Linked DNA regions of Mus musculus: region 1 is linked to region 2. The links are chromatin contacts, called in public Micro-C maps. All regions are on one chromosome and are shown on one strand. Each heading gives the region's core, a stretch centred on a gene start, on an enhancer-like site or on the middle of the called end of the contact. The rest is flanking DNA. Distances are from core to core; before and after follow the strand shown.

Region 1 (6,093 bases), core at 2,441-4,940, 180 kb before region 2:
CATCTCTTCAGAAGTGAGCGTGGCTTGGCCGAGACAGCAGCACTCCACCTGGCTGGCTGCCGTTTCCCTGTGTGGCCTATTCACAGCCATCGCCCCGTCAACTGGAACTGAAATCTGGACAGCTCTTCCCAGGTAATGGGGGCTCCTGCTGGAGAGGGTATGCAAAATACTGGGGTGATACCAGGAAACCGGACGGTTGGGTTAGGTGTATGGTGTGACCAGTGGTGTAAGGTGGGGGTGATGAGGGCACCAGGCAGCTTGGCTCAGCCCTGGCAAAGGAGAACCTCCGCACAGATCCTCCCGTGGAGCTGGAGCTGGTAGCGGTGCTGGACTGCCTGGAAGCTGCTCTGAGGCTGGTGGAGGTGAGGATCATGGGCAAGGTCTCTGTCTGATAGCTTCGGAGCGAGAAGCGGATGGGCTGCTGAGAGGGCTCCTTGGGTCTCAAACAGGTGCAACAATAGATAGCCACTAAAGAGCCCAAAATGATGAAGGCGATGAAGATGGAGCCGACGATCAGGAAGGGGACATAGACAGGTTCTAAAAGGCAAAAACAGACATACACAGATGCTGGGTACAAGTCACTCAAACCCTACCCTCTGCTCTGGCCTCTTAGAGACGGGAGGCAGAGGCTCATCATGGCTGTCAGCTTGCCTGTGACTGGCAACCCCCAAAGTACAAACCATGGTGATGGAATGCTCTTGCTACTCCTAGCAGGGAGGAAGCAAACTGGTGCTGTAGCCTCTGTTAGCAATCAGCCATCATATTGAACATCTGGAGGTCAGAAAGCCTATATCGTCCTCTTGGTGCACTGAAGGGAGAGGGTAAGTTTGGGGGATCACCATGAATGTGCATTTAAATCTAGGTTTTAGGGGTTTGATCATGGTGGGACACTTAAAGGTCTAACCCATCTCCTAGACTGACAATCCATCTCCTGTCCAAATGCTTCCTGTCTAAGCCAGGAGAACCAAGCCTGTTGAATGAAGCCCCGGGGTGTTACAGAGCTCTAGAAAGAGCAGGAGAAAGCAATCCACAGTGAGCCCCAATTTACTGTGTCTCCCACCATCTCACAAACCATCAGTCCTGACTCCAGACATCATACCTCTGTGTCTACATTCCCACCCACAGAAAGAACAGTGTGTAGTTCTCAGTACTGGTGACCCAGACTTCTTTCTGAGCACATCCCCAAGGCAGAGCAAACAAACTCTCCTTTGCTTCCATCTCTAAAAGGCAGATAGAAATAAGGCTTTCTTTTCCAGAGGTATCAGGGCAGCTGCCTTGGTCTCTCCCCTGTGTGAAAGAACCACACTGAGAGGCAGGCTCCAGCTTCCGGGCAGCAGACTGGACACGTGGGTTTACTAAGGCTCTCGAGCCTGATTTTCTGTATCAGGTTGAACTTTTATCACAGAGGCCTTGAGAGATAGCAACTCCCTCTTATCCAGATATAAATACATATATTTTCTAAAGACTCAGCCAGGGTAGGACAGGTAGCAGCTACCCATGGGCTGCTAACTGTGAGCTCTTCGGCATCCCTTACACCCCCCACCCCCCTGTCTCCGTCTCTGTGTGAGTACCAGTGGTATAGAAGGCCAGGTGAAGTTGGCCTGCACTCCCTGTGCACTGGAGTCAAACAGCTGTATGCTACTGTCATCAATAAACTGACTCTTTGATGGCAATATGCCCGTTTTAAATTCGAAAAATGGCCCAGCGTAGTTAAGTCACCAGAGGTTAAAGTGCTGGCAGGAGGCAGAGCACTATCCATCTGGTTTGGCCTGATCTCAGACTCAGTAAGTGGGGAGAATGCTCCAATCCTCTAGTCTCTGTTTTGGAGAACAACCCCCCTCCCGACTCAGGAGGCAGGCTTAGCATTGCCTAGAGAAGCAGAGAAGTTTGGTTTTTCTAACATGCTAAGATAGCCCTGAGTTCCTGCTTTCTGCTATGTAGTCTAGAAACTACTTCCCAGGTCCTCAGAAGTGGGCTTTTTAACACTCTCCCCTCCCCGCCAAAATTAAACCCCAGAGGAAAACCCTGTTTGATGCTGACCCCTCCCTCCTCTCAGTTATCATTTGGACGACAGGACCTGCTTCTCTCTCCCTGTCTTTCTGGGGATCAGAGTGTGCAGGCCCCACACTGCCACCTCCCAGTCCTGGGGAGACACAGGCTCTCAGCTCCACACACTTCTCGGGTTTCCTGGCAGTAAAACCTTCGCCTTGAGCCTTAAAAGGTTTCCCTGATGTTCCAACTCAAGTGGAAAACTTTTTTTTCAAGGTGTAAATTTCCTCAGCTGGGGTCCTGATTTATTCACCTCTTAAGTGAGCAAGTGGACAAGTGAGCGGAAATTTGACCCGTGTTTTCCGACGTGAGAATAGGGGGCCTGAGAAATCCCTGTGACCCGGAATTTTAAATCCTCACCTCCAAAGACTTGGGTGTTTCTGAAAAGCGTGACAATAGGGGGTGGACTAGAGAGGGTAATTGGATGCAGAGAATTGTAAGGAAGTTGGAAGAGTGACGAAATGCTACTACTCGACAAAAGAAAATAAGGGGGTGATCAGAGTCGAGTTCCCTGGCACCCGCACTTCCGGAGTTCCCCCACTTGACCAGAGCGCCCAGGAAACCCAACCTAGCTCCAGCTGTCTACCCTAGAAGCACCAGGTTCCCGCCAGACCAGCAGTTCCTGCGAACCCTTGCAAACTTTCCCTAGGGCCGAACCATGGGCATCACGTGCAGCCGGGACCCAAACTGCAAAGCGATAGGACCCCTGACCTGAAATACGATCACCCTCTTTTTCTTCAATCCCCAGACCCAGAGGTGGTCCACTTTGTGGCCCGAGCTAGTAAGGCGTGCCTGTGTCGGGTGGGCGAGCCATGTCCGCCCAGGGATGCCGCACTTACGCGCGGTGATGCCAGGATGCTCCAGCTCTCCGCGGTCGTTGGTGCAGCCCCCCTGCTCCAACCTGGCGTCGGCTGCCGCGCAGCAGTAGCGCAGCGCACACGAGCCGCAGCAGATGGTGGCGTCCTGCGTGTCGAAGTCCTCGGGGCACTGGAACCCCTCGTGATAGTTGCCCTGCGCGTCCACCCAGCCGTGGCAGTATTCCCCAGGCTGCTGCGCGCCCGCCGGGCCCCAACGTAGCAAGCCCACGAGCAGACAGAACGCCAGCAGCGCCCCCATCGCCGCCCCGCGCCCGGTGGCAGCTGGAGAATCCGAGGGCGGAGCCGGAGCTCCGGGGGACCAAGGTTCCGCCTCCCCGAGGCACCACGCGGCCGGTTGACCTCCCGGTCAAGAACGCGTTCTCGTGGGTTAGCAGCGGCTGGGCAGGAGGCGTGGGCTGCTCTGCGGGCTCCGCTGGCCGGAGGACAGCATGGTGCGCGAGGGTGAGGGGACCAGGGATCGCGGGAGGCCACCGCGTAGGCTGCGACTGAAGCAGCGGCCGCCTTTAGCCAGGCTCATCGCGCTAGGAGCACCCGGGGCCAGGCCGCTATTCTTGCGGGCCGTCGAGCCCTGAACGACCAACTCCAGGGCCGGGCAATGTCCCAATCGTGGGCTGTCGCCCGGTACCCGGCAGAGCCGGGAACTGAGCTTGGCTCTCCACGTGCAGGTCTCGGGGACCAACGGCTAATTCCGCTCCCGCCCCTGACTGTCACGCAGGCGGGAGACAGCCCAGTCGCGGCCAAGTGCAGAGGGCCTGGGGTGGCTGACAGCTCTGCCTGGAGGGCGTCCCTTAAAAAGGCAGAGGGAGGAGGAGACTCGAGGGTGAGGAAAGTCCGCCCTCCGGGGTCGCCGCGCGAGCTAATCACAGCGGGTGCACCGCGATGCGGTCCGCACGCCCGCAGGTTCACGCGCGTCTCCCCTCCGCCCCCACCCACGGCGCTACCCCGGGCCTTGGCGGTGACCCCGAGGGGACCAGGCCGAGCCTGCCACCTAGCTGTCACATAGCCAGGGGAAAACCTGCAGAAGGATGAGGAAGACTACGGTCCCGCTTCCGTCCACGCCTGCCAGCTCACGAGGGGACTTGCGCCGCGCTTGAGTTCCACGGGTTTCTTTTAAAAAACGAGCGTGGCGTCTGAAGTCCCCTAACTGTTCTGTCGGCTTGTGCACAGACTCAGTTTGTCCCTGGGCCGCCGATTCTGAGGATTCGTTCGATTCCGATAACCTGATTTTTAGGGTCACCAACATTTGCACCTCACTCCCACCCCTTCACCCCTCCTTTCCAGCTTCCACGAGTTCACGCTCAGGCGCCTCCTTCCCGCACCGCTGAGCCGGCGCCGGGGAGGACCCGGGTCAGCCCCGCCAGCCTCACTTCAAAGGCCAGGATTTCGGTGTTCCGCGCCCGCAAAGGAAATAAAAGAGCAGAATTAATGATAATCGAGCCTATCTGAACTTCTGTTCGGGCAAAGAAACACATTTATTTAAATGATGTGTCCCCTGTGGGCTGTTTGCAGGGCATGGCTCCTCTAGCCGAGGGAGAGCCTTGTGAAGCCAGAGTTACGTGAAACCGGTGCTAACCTCAAGACTTTATTTTTATTGCAACCTGTGTTTCCTCTCCGGGGTTTATTGGTTCGGTACGTGTGAGGACGTTCGTCTCAGCCACACGGTTTGTCAAACGCTTTGAACACCCTGTCACCGATTTAGATATTAGCAAGTCTCCTGAAACAAATGGAAGAACTTGTCAGAGCACCGCCAACACAAGTATACGCGGTCAGAAGTATTTATTACACCCGCAGCTTGCCCACGGTCCCAGAGGCTTCTAGAAAAACTTCGGTGCTGAATAAAACGGTTTATTTTTAAGTATCTAAATTAAATTCCATCCCGGGTAAAGAACCACTCCTAGCTTCAGGTCTTAAATATTGAGATTGTTATTTAAATATAAAAATAAATACCCAACACGCCACTACTGAGTAGGACTGTGTAAAATTATAACTGCATTGCTCCACAATAAATGTTTGGGGGGCAATAATAAGTTATCAAACTGTTAAGTAAAGCCAAATTACATTTAGGCAAACAAATTTCCTTAACTAAGAATTTAATTGAAGCATGTGGAGTAGAAATTTCGTGGTTAATGGATTTTTATTTATATAGGAAAAAAAATGCTGTCACCGGGCTTTCAGGCTGCTTAAAACAAACAAACAAACAAACAAAAAACAACAAAAAACCAAACCAGTTTTTTAGGGGCAGCAGGGAGGTTGGTTTTGTTTTCAGGAAAATAAAGAGAAAAAGATTTAAAACCACAGCAAATATGAGCTACAAGGATCATAATAAAATAATCAAACTCGAAGACACACTAACGCTTAATAACTTTTCCAGAGCCACACTACTTAATATCTTTTTTTTTTTAAGTTACGATTTGAGGAATTTCATTACATCACAACTGTGTGAAACTGTACAGCAGCCACGGCCCCTCCATCAGTCCCCCAAGGGTCAAGTTTCCTCCTTCTCCAGCTGTTCTTTGATAGCGTTAATATTTTAAGGAGTGATTTGTTGGCACTTCCCTCCCATTAATTACATTTCTCTGTGCCACAGAGGGGTTCTTTTCCCTGGGACACTGGCTATAATTAATTTCCTCATTTAGAGCCCTTGTCTATTTGACTTATTCAGAGGGTGCTCTGCTCAAATTTAGTTGGATGATATTTGCTAATGGAAAATAACCAAACTTCTAAATAAGTTGATACTCCATAAATCTGAGAAGTTGCAAACACTAAAACAACCGTGCATTGTGCTTTTCTCTCTTGCGTCCTGGATCCAGACTGATTTCAGGTTACAATAAGCAGCCCCTCAGGTTAGGAGAGGGACGGATAGGTGAGGGGTGCTTGTGCTGAAAGATTCCCTCAAACTTTACACATTGATAGCCTTTAAAGTCATAAACAATGCTCTCAGAAAGATATTTGCCTCTTTGTGGGCTTACAAATATCTGCGATTTCAAAGATTTTGTTTTTATTTTCCTAGTAAAGATTTATAAGTCTCCAGAGACTCCCTCCCCAAAGCCTTTGGGAGAGTGCCCTGGAGAAAGGTGACCAAAACTCCACACCCACAGTATCATGTACATGTTTTAGACATGTTACATTTCTCCCTGTCTCAGTAACAAAAAGCCCCTATTTTTGT
Region 2 (5,556 bases), core at 951-3,450:
GTACATAAGGGCTAAAGAGGTGGCCACACTTGTTGAACCAGAGGCCTTGGGTTCAATTCCCAGCACCCACATGGTGGCTCACAACTGTGCTACCAGTTCCAGATCCTCCAGCACCAGGTATCCATGCAGTGCATATATACACATGCAGGCAACACACTCATACAAATAAAATTAATAAATCTAAGAGAAAGCTCTGCCCCAGATACAGGAAATCATTTTCTTACCAAAGGACTGAAGGTTTTCTTCTGCTCAGCCCCATGACCACCACCATGACCACCCTAATTTCTTTTCCAAAGCAGGGAGTTACTGGCAAATTATCAGGGAGTAAATGTGGGAGGGAAAGATTTCGATGCAAAATTCAGAACTGCTCTCTAGACAGGAAAGTGAGGGGAGGGTTGTTACCATTTATCTCCTCCGTATATCATTCAGTTTCAGCTGTCTCCCGGCTCGGGAGCCTCTCCCCCACCTCTCCCTTCGGTGCCTAAGAAACATCTCCCCGGCATCTCATTCTCTCTGTCTTTCACCAGCGTTTCATTATTTCTTAACTGTCCCTCACTTGCTCATCGCCCGCCCTTTCTTCCCAGTGATCCACGTGTCCTCATTTAGCAGTTTTCAGAAGCCAGGGAGAAGAAACGCTGCAAATAATGTTAAATATGATTAATATCGTGAATTCCTTGAAATATGACATGCATGAGTTACAATGAAACCTCTTTTATTTCCCCATGAAATGCTTTTGCATAATGAGAAAGAAAATGTCCTCTATGCCCTAATCAGCCCTGACAGTTCCTGGACTCCCAAATACTTTTATTTATGGCATTATTTATTTCATCTCTAATAAATGGGGGAGGGGCACAGCACTATCAGAGGAGCTTGCTGAGGAGAGGAAGACAGTCCAGAGTGGGTGAGCAGAGACTCTGGAAACAGCAAGGGAGAGGAACTCTTCCAATGGGAGAGATCTGGAAAATGAGAGGCCAAAGTCCTGGCCCCCAGGAGAAAATGGGTCACTTTCCCAAGACTGAAGGATAGCTCTGAATAAAAAAGCAACTCCAGATTGGAGAGATGAGCTTCATTCATCAAGGACCTGGATAATGATGAACGAGGTTGAAACCCAAGCTTGGGAAGAGGGGATGCAGGGATTGGGGTAGGCCTAACTAGAGGATGCTCCCTTTGAGACAGGAAGGAGTGACTGGCAGAGGCCGGAACCCTTCCTTGTGTTTGAAGAACCTTACGGGGCAGCTTCGGCAAATTACTGAGATCTTCATCACTGAATCCTTAGCCCGGTGGTGCCGGGTAGTATGAGCAACGCAAGGAAAGGGTGATCCCAGGCCACTTTGGTCTTGCAACGTATATGCATAGATAATATAATAATGTTCAAAGCAGTCACCATCCCAAAGGGAACCGTGGGATCATTTTGTTCCCTTGAATTGCACTGTCTACCAGCTATTTTACATTCTGAAGACCTATATGTAACCGTGCAATTCACTCACAAACTCCTCTGCGTGAATTTGCATATTTCCCTTTAGTCTTTCAGAGCCTCAGTTTTCAAATCTGGTCTTTCAGAGCCTCAGTTTTCAAATCTGTAGAATGGAAAGAAATGATGGCGCCTCTGTGCTCTCTCGCCCAGCTCCCTATGGAGAACAAGCGAAACAGTATGGAAGCACTAGGCCCTGAGTGCTTTCTGGTTCGGCCGCCAGACCTGGGACAGCAAGACCCTAAGGCAGGACAAACCTCCCAGCGGCCTGTGCCAAGTCCTTCGAGATGTTCTTTTTCGGGAGGGGGGCGGGGGGAGGGAGGTGTAGCTTCCTTCTAGAAGAACTTGCTGTCCCACCCTTGCACTCTGGCGACCCCGCCCTAACTTCTAGGTACCACCCCCTTCGTGCACTCCGAGAGTTGGGAGGTCACGCAGGAGGGCGCCGGGAACTCCTTTCCAAAGCTCGGACCCTGCGGACAACCGCTGCCGCCTCACGTCCACAGCCGAGAGAGCCGGGACGCCACCTCTTCCACCTGTCCCCACCGGGACGCCCTCCAGGTTCCGTTCCCCCACCGGGTCCCCTCGGGCCACGGGCTCCCCCTCCCCACCTCCCCCCACGACCCTGTCCGAAGCGCCGATCGCGCGGGCCGCCCGGGCCCAGGCCCCGCCCCGCCCCCATCATCATTAGCAGATATTACCCTAAACACTTGCTCCTTACCTCCTTTCTCCCTCCAGGCATTGGCGAGGCGGGCTGTCAATCAGCGCTGGGCGGCAGCCCCCCGCGCGGGGGCTCGGAGATGCCAGGCTCGGCGACAGGCAGCGGCGGCGGCGGCGGCCACGGCGCAGACACACGCCTTCCCGCCGGCGCGCGCCGGGGTAGAGCAGGCGGCCGGGCGGCCGAGCCACCTCCGGAGCCGCGCGCGGGGCGGGCAGGGCCTCAGACTCGGCATGGAGCCCGAGATGCAGGCGGCGGAGGAGGGGCCCAGCGCGCCCCGCATCTACAAGCAGCGCGGCCCCTACAGCGTCCTCAAGACGTTCCCCAGCCGGCGGCCGGCGCTGGCCAAGCGCTACGACAGACCCTCTCTGCTCGAGCTGTCGCCCGCGCGGCCGTCCCCGCTGCCGCCGCCGCCGCCGCCGCCGCCCTTCGCCTCGCTCGCCGCCGTGCCCATCAGCAGCAGCGAGCCGCCGCCGTTCCCGACGCAGCCGTCCTACCCGGCCGGGTCAGGCCGGGCCCCCGCCGCCGCCGCCGCCTCGTCGTCGTCGCCGTCCTGCACACCCGCCGCGCCCCCGGGCCATCCCAGGACTCCGGCGCCACCGCCGCCGCCGCCTCCGCCGCTCGCGGCCCCCGCCGCCTCGTCGTCGTCGTCCTTCGCCGCCGTCGTCAGGTACGGCCCTGGCCCGGCGACCGGCGCTTGCAGCAGCGGCGCGGGTAGCGACGGCGCCAGCCTGGAGCTCAGTGCAGGTACAGACTCCCGGGCCGCAACTTTGCGGAGCTCCGAAGGTGGCGTGGAGGGGGGGAGGGCGTGGGAATCGGGGGGTCCGGAGAGGCTGTGCGCGCTGTCCCCGTGGTCCCCGTGGGCCTCGGGAGCGTGCTACGCTCGGGCAGTAGTAACTTCTGGAAGATTCCGGGGCGCCGCGGTGACCCGAGCTTCCGACGGCGCGCGCGCCTTAACAGGTGGCTGTGGGGTGCGGGCTCCTGGCGAGCACCCGGGAGGGCAGCGGGAGAGCCTGTGAAGAGAGCAGGCCCTGGGCGGGGAGCTGGGGAGGGGACAGGCCCCGGGACAGCGGGCTGAGGCCACTCCGAGGAGACGCCCATTTTATTCCCGGCCACTTCACTTTTTCCCCCACGCCACACTTCCCTTTCCCGCCTGCCCGCCCGCCCGAGGTCTACTTGTCCTTCTCGGAGGTTCTTTGCCTGGGGGAGTGGGGGGAGCTGACCTTTGAAGATCCCGGCCCCAGTAGGGCAGACCTGGACCACTTGGGCTCCTCCTGGGGTCTCTGGGTTTCTTGTTCTCTGTGCGCTCCGGTGTCCATGGCGCACAGTCCCCCTAGCTTTATCCGCGGTTCTGCTGCTCTGGGTTGTGGGGTGGGGAGTGAAGATTTTTTGGCGTGGGCAAGGGGTCGCTGCACAGGAGCATCCACAGAGCAGAGTTAAAATCCCCACCCACCCTGTCCTTGAGACCCTGGTTTCTATGTCAATGAGTCTCCATGGGATCACCTACCCAGAGGTCGAGATTTTATCTCCTCTAGGGAATGTGAGCGAGCACTGAGCAAGGCCTGCACCCAGTCTCAGCTCCTGAGGGAAGGACACACAGCCACGTTTATGGGCTCATCAGAACCTGCTCAGGCCTTTCAGGGCACTTAAGAGCCTCCTAGATTCAGATTGTCAGCGAATCTAAGACTTTGTGTTGGATTTTTTTTTTCTTCCTAGTGACAATAGATGGGCATTGTCTCTGAAGGAGTTATAGATGCCTATGCTAAGAGCTCTGCTGTTTGTCAATATTTTGACATGTGAAGGATTGGTTTGGAGAAAGAAAATCTAATTACAGGTTATAGTGAAGCCTTGTTTCTGTCGTCTCCCCAATGATTTGGAGATGTTAGCGATTCTGAATTGGAGTTCTTACGTGGGCTTCCTTACTATTTCTGGGATGTTTTTTTTCCTCTGTTGCCTTTGCCCTCATATCCCATTGTGTTGTGTTTTTATATTCATTGTTGGGCTCTTCTCTGCTTTCATGTTCCGTTGGCTTTTGGTTTTGAAACAGGGTCTTGCTTGGAACTTGTTTTGGGGGCTCCCCTGCTACTTCTTGGCTGTGTCTGTTACCCCTGCTTGGCGTTTTGTGTTTTTTTTTTTGTTTTTTGTTTTTTTTTGGTTTTTTTTTTTTTTTGCTTTTGTATGTTGCTTTCCAGTAGTGTGAGTCCTTTTCCCTTTTCCCATATTTTGCACTCTTGTATAATGTTGGTTCCAGCCAACTCTTTGGGGACCAACCCTTTACCTTCTTGGTTCAGCCCTTGATAAAGCACTTCCTTCAAGCTATTGCGGTTCAGTCTTTGACTTTCTCCAGAATACTATGGTCCTACCCCTCCTTACTATTTGCATCCGGAGGTTGCTCTTCCCTGACACTCACCGGGTTATTTCTCTCAGCCTCAGTTTCTCACCATTCTTCCCATGGCTGCTCTTGTTCTGGAAGTTACTCTGCCGTCTTTCCTTCATTTGGAATTTTTGGGGGTCTGTTTTCTCCTCCCCTGGGTATTTTTTCCCAATTTCCTATTTTGGTTTGTCTCTGTCACAAGTTAGAAGCCATTGTTGCTGAATCTAAGGATAGGACGGCTCCTTCTTCTTCTTTTTTTTTTTTTTTTTTTTTTTGCCTTCAAACTTATTACCAGTTTTCTCAAGGCTGTTCTGGTTGGGGCTTTTCTTGTGTGTGTATGGGGCTCTGGATGCCCACCTAGTGGTGTTTGTTGGAAAGATGGGAACTGGACAGTAGGTTTCTTCCCTGTGTCCTGGAGAATGTTCTGGATGTAGAGGGGGAAGCCACAGAACTAAGGTAATATTAATCACTAATGAGCAGACCATCTCTCAACAGGCACAGCCATGTGAGTAGCCATCAGAGGGACAGCCACCTGAAGAGCTGATTGGTTCTTTGAGGAACTAATGGTGCCACTTTGAGCCAATGAGCTTCTCTGCTCGACTGGGCCTTTTAACCGCCTGGGGGTGGGGCAGGTGGGGCTCTGCCTGTTGCCTTCTCTCTCAGCAGAGTAATTGTGCTGAGTGTTCAGGCCACCTTGTCAGCTGGAAATAGTCAAACAGCATTGTGGTAAATGAGCTCTGCGTAGAGGAGATGACTGACTGTCCAGGGTAAATATGCTGAAAAGATGAAAGGGTTGGAGTGAGTCTTATTTGCCATTAAATGCTACAAGCCATTGGGAGAAGAAATATGTGATTAAAAATAGATTTTTTTCAACATTCTTATAAAGTCTCATGAAGAGTATAATTTTCCTTAAAAGGGGTAATACACCATGGTTTAAAAAGCATATTTTTCCTCTGTGGGAGGCTTAGAGTTAAAACCCACGTAGATCTTGATACG

The links. Hi-C and Micro-C count contacts between places; a contact is called where the count stands out from the background.
Region 1: a contact with region 2 is called in a Micro-C map of embryonic stem cells, with 2.3 times the contacts expected there. The contact joins the promoter of Shisa3 here to the promoter of Bend4 in region 2. A contact is called at or near these places in 7 of 39 promoter capture datasets (cranial neural crest, embryonic stem cells, hippocampal neurons and 3 more), 5 of 484 Hi-C or Micro-C datasets (B cells, embryonic stem cells and hematopoietic stem and progenitor cells), 1 of 115 datasets of contacts at active chromatin or transcription factors (memory CD8 T cells) and 1 of 9 other capture datasets (adipose tissue).

The regions. Positions count from the first base shown.
Region 1 is chr5:67,605,480-67,611,572 of GRCm38.p6, reverse strand. Shisa3 (shisa family member 3) reads right to left here and starts at 3,690. Exons shown (of 2, transcript NM_001033415.3): 1 at 2,889-3,690; 2 at 1-537. The coding sequence starts at 3,165. The coding sequence ends at 98.
Region 2 is chr5:67,424,443-67,429,998 of GRCm38.p6, reverse strand. It overlaps Bend4 (BEN domain containing 4), which reads left to right and starts at 2,200. Exons shown (of 5, transcript NM_001164806.1): 1 at 2,200-2,933. The coding sequence starts at 2,420.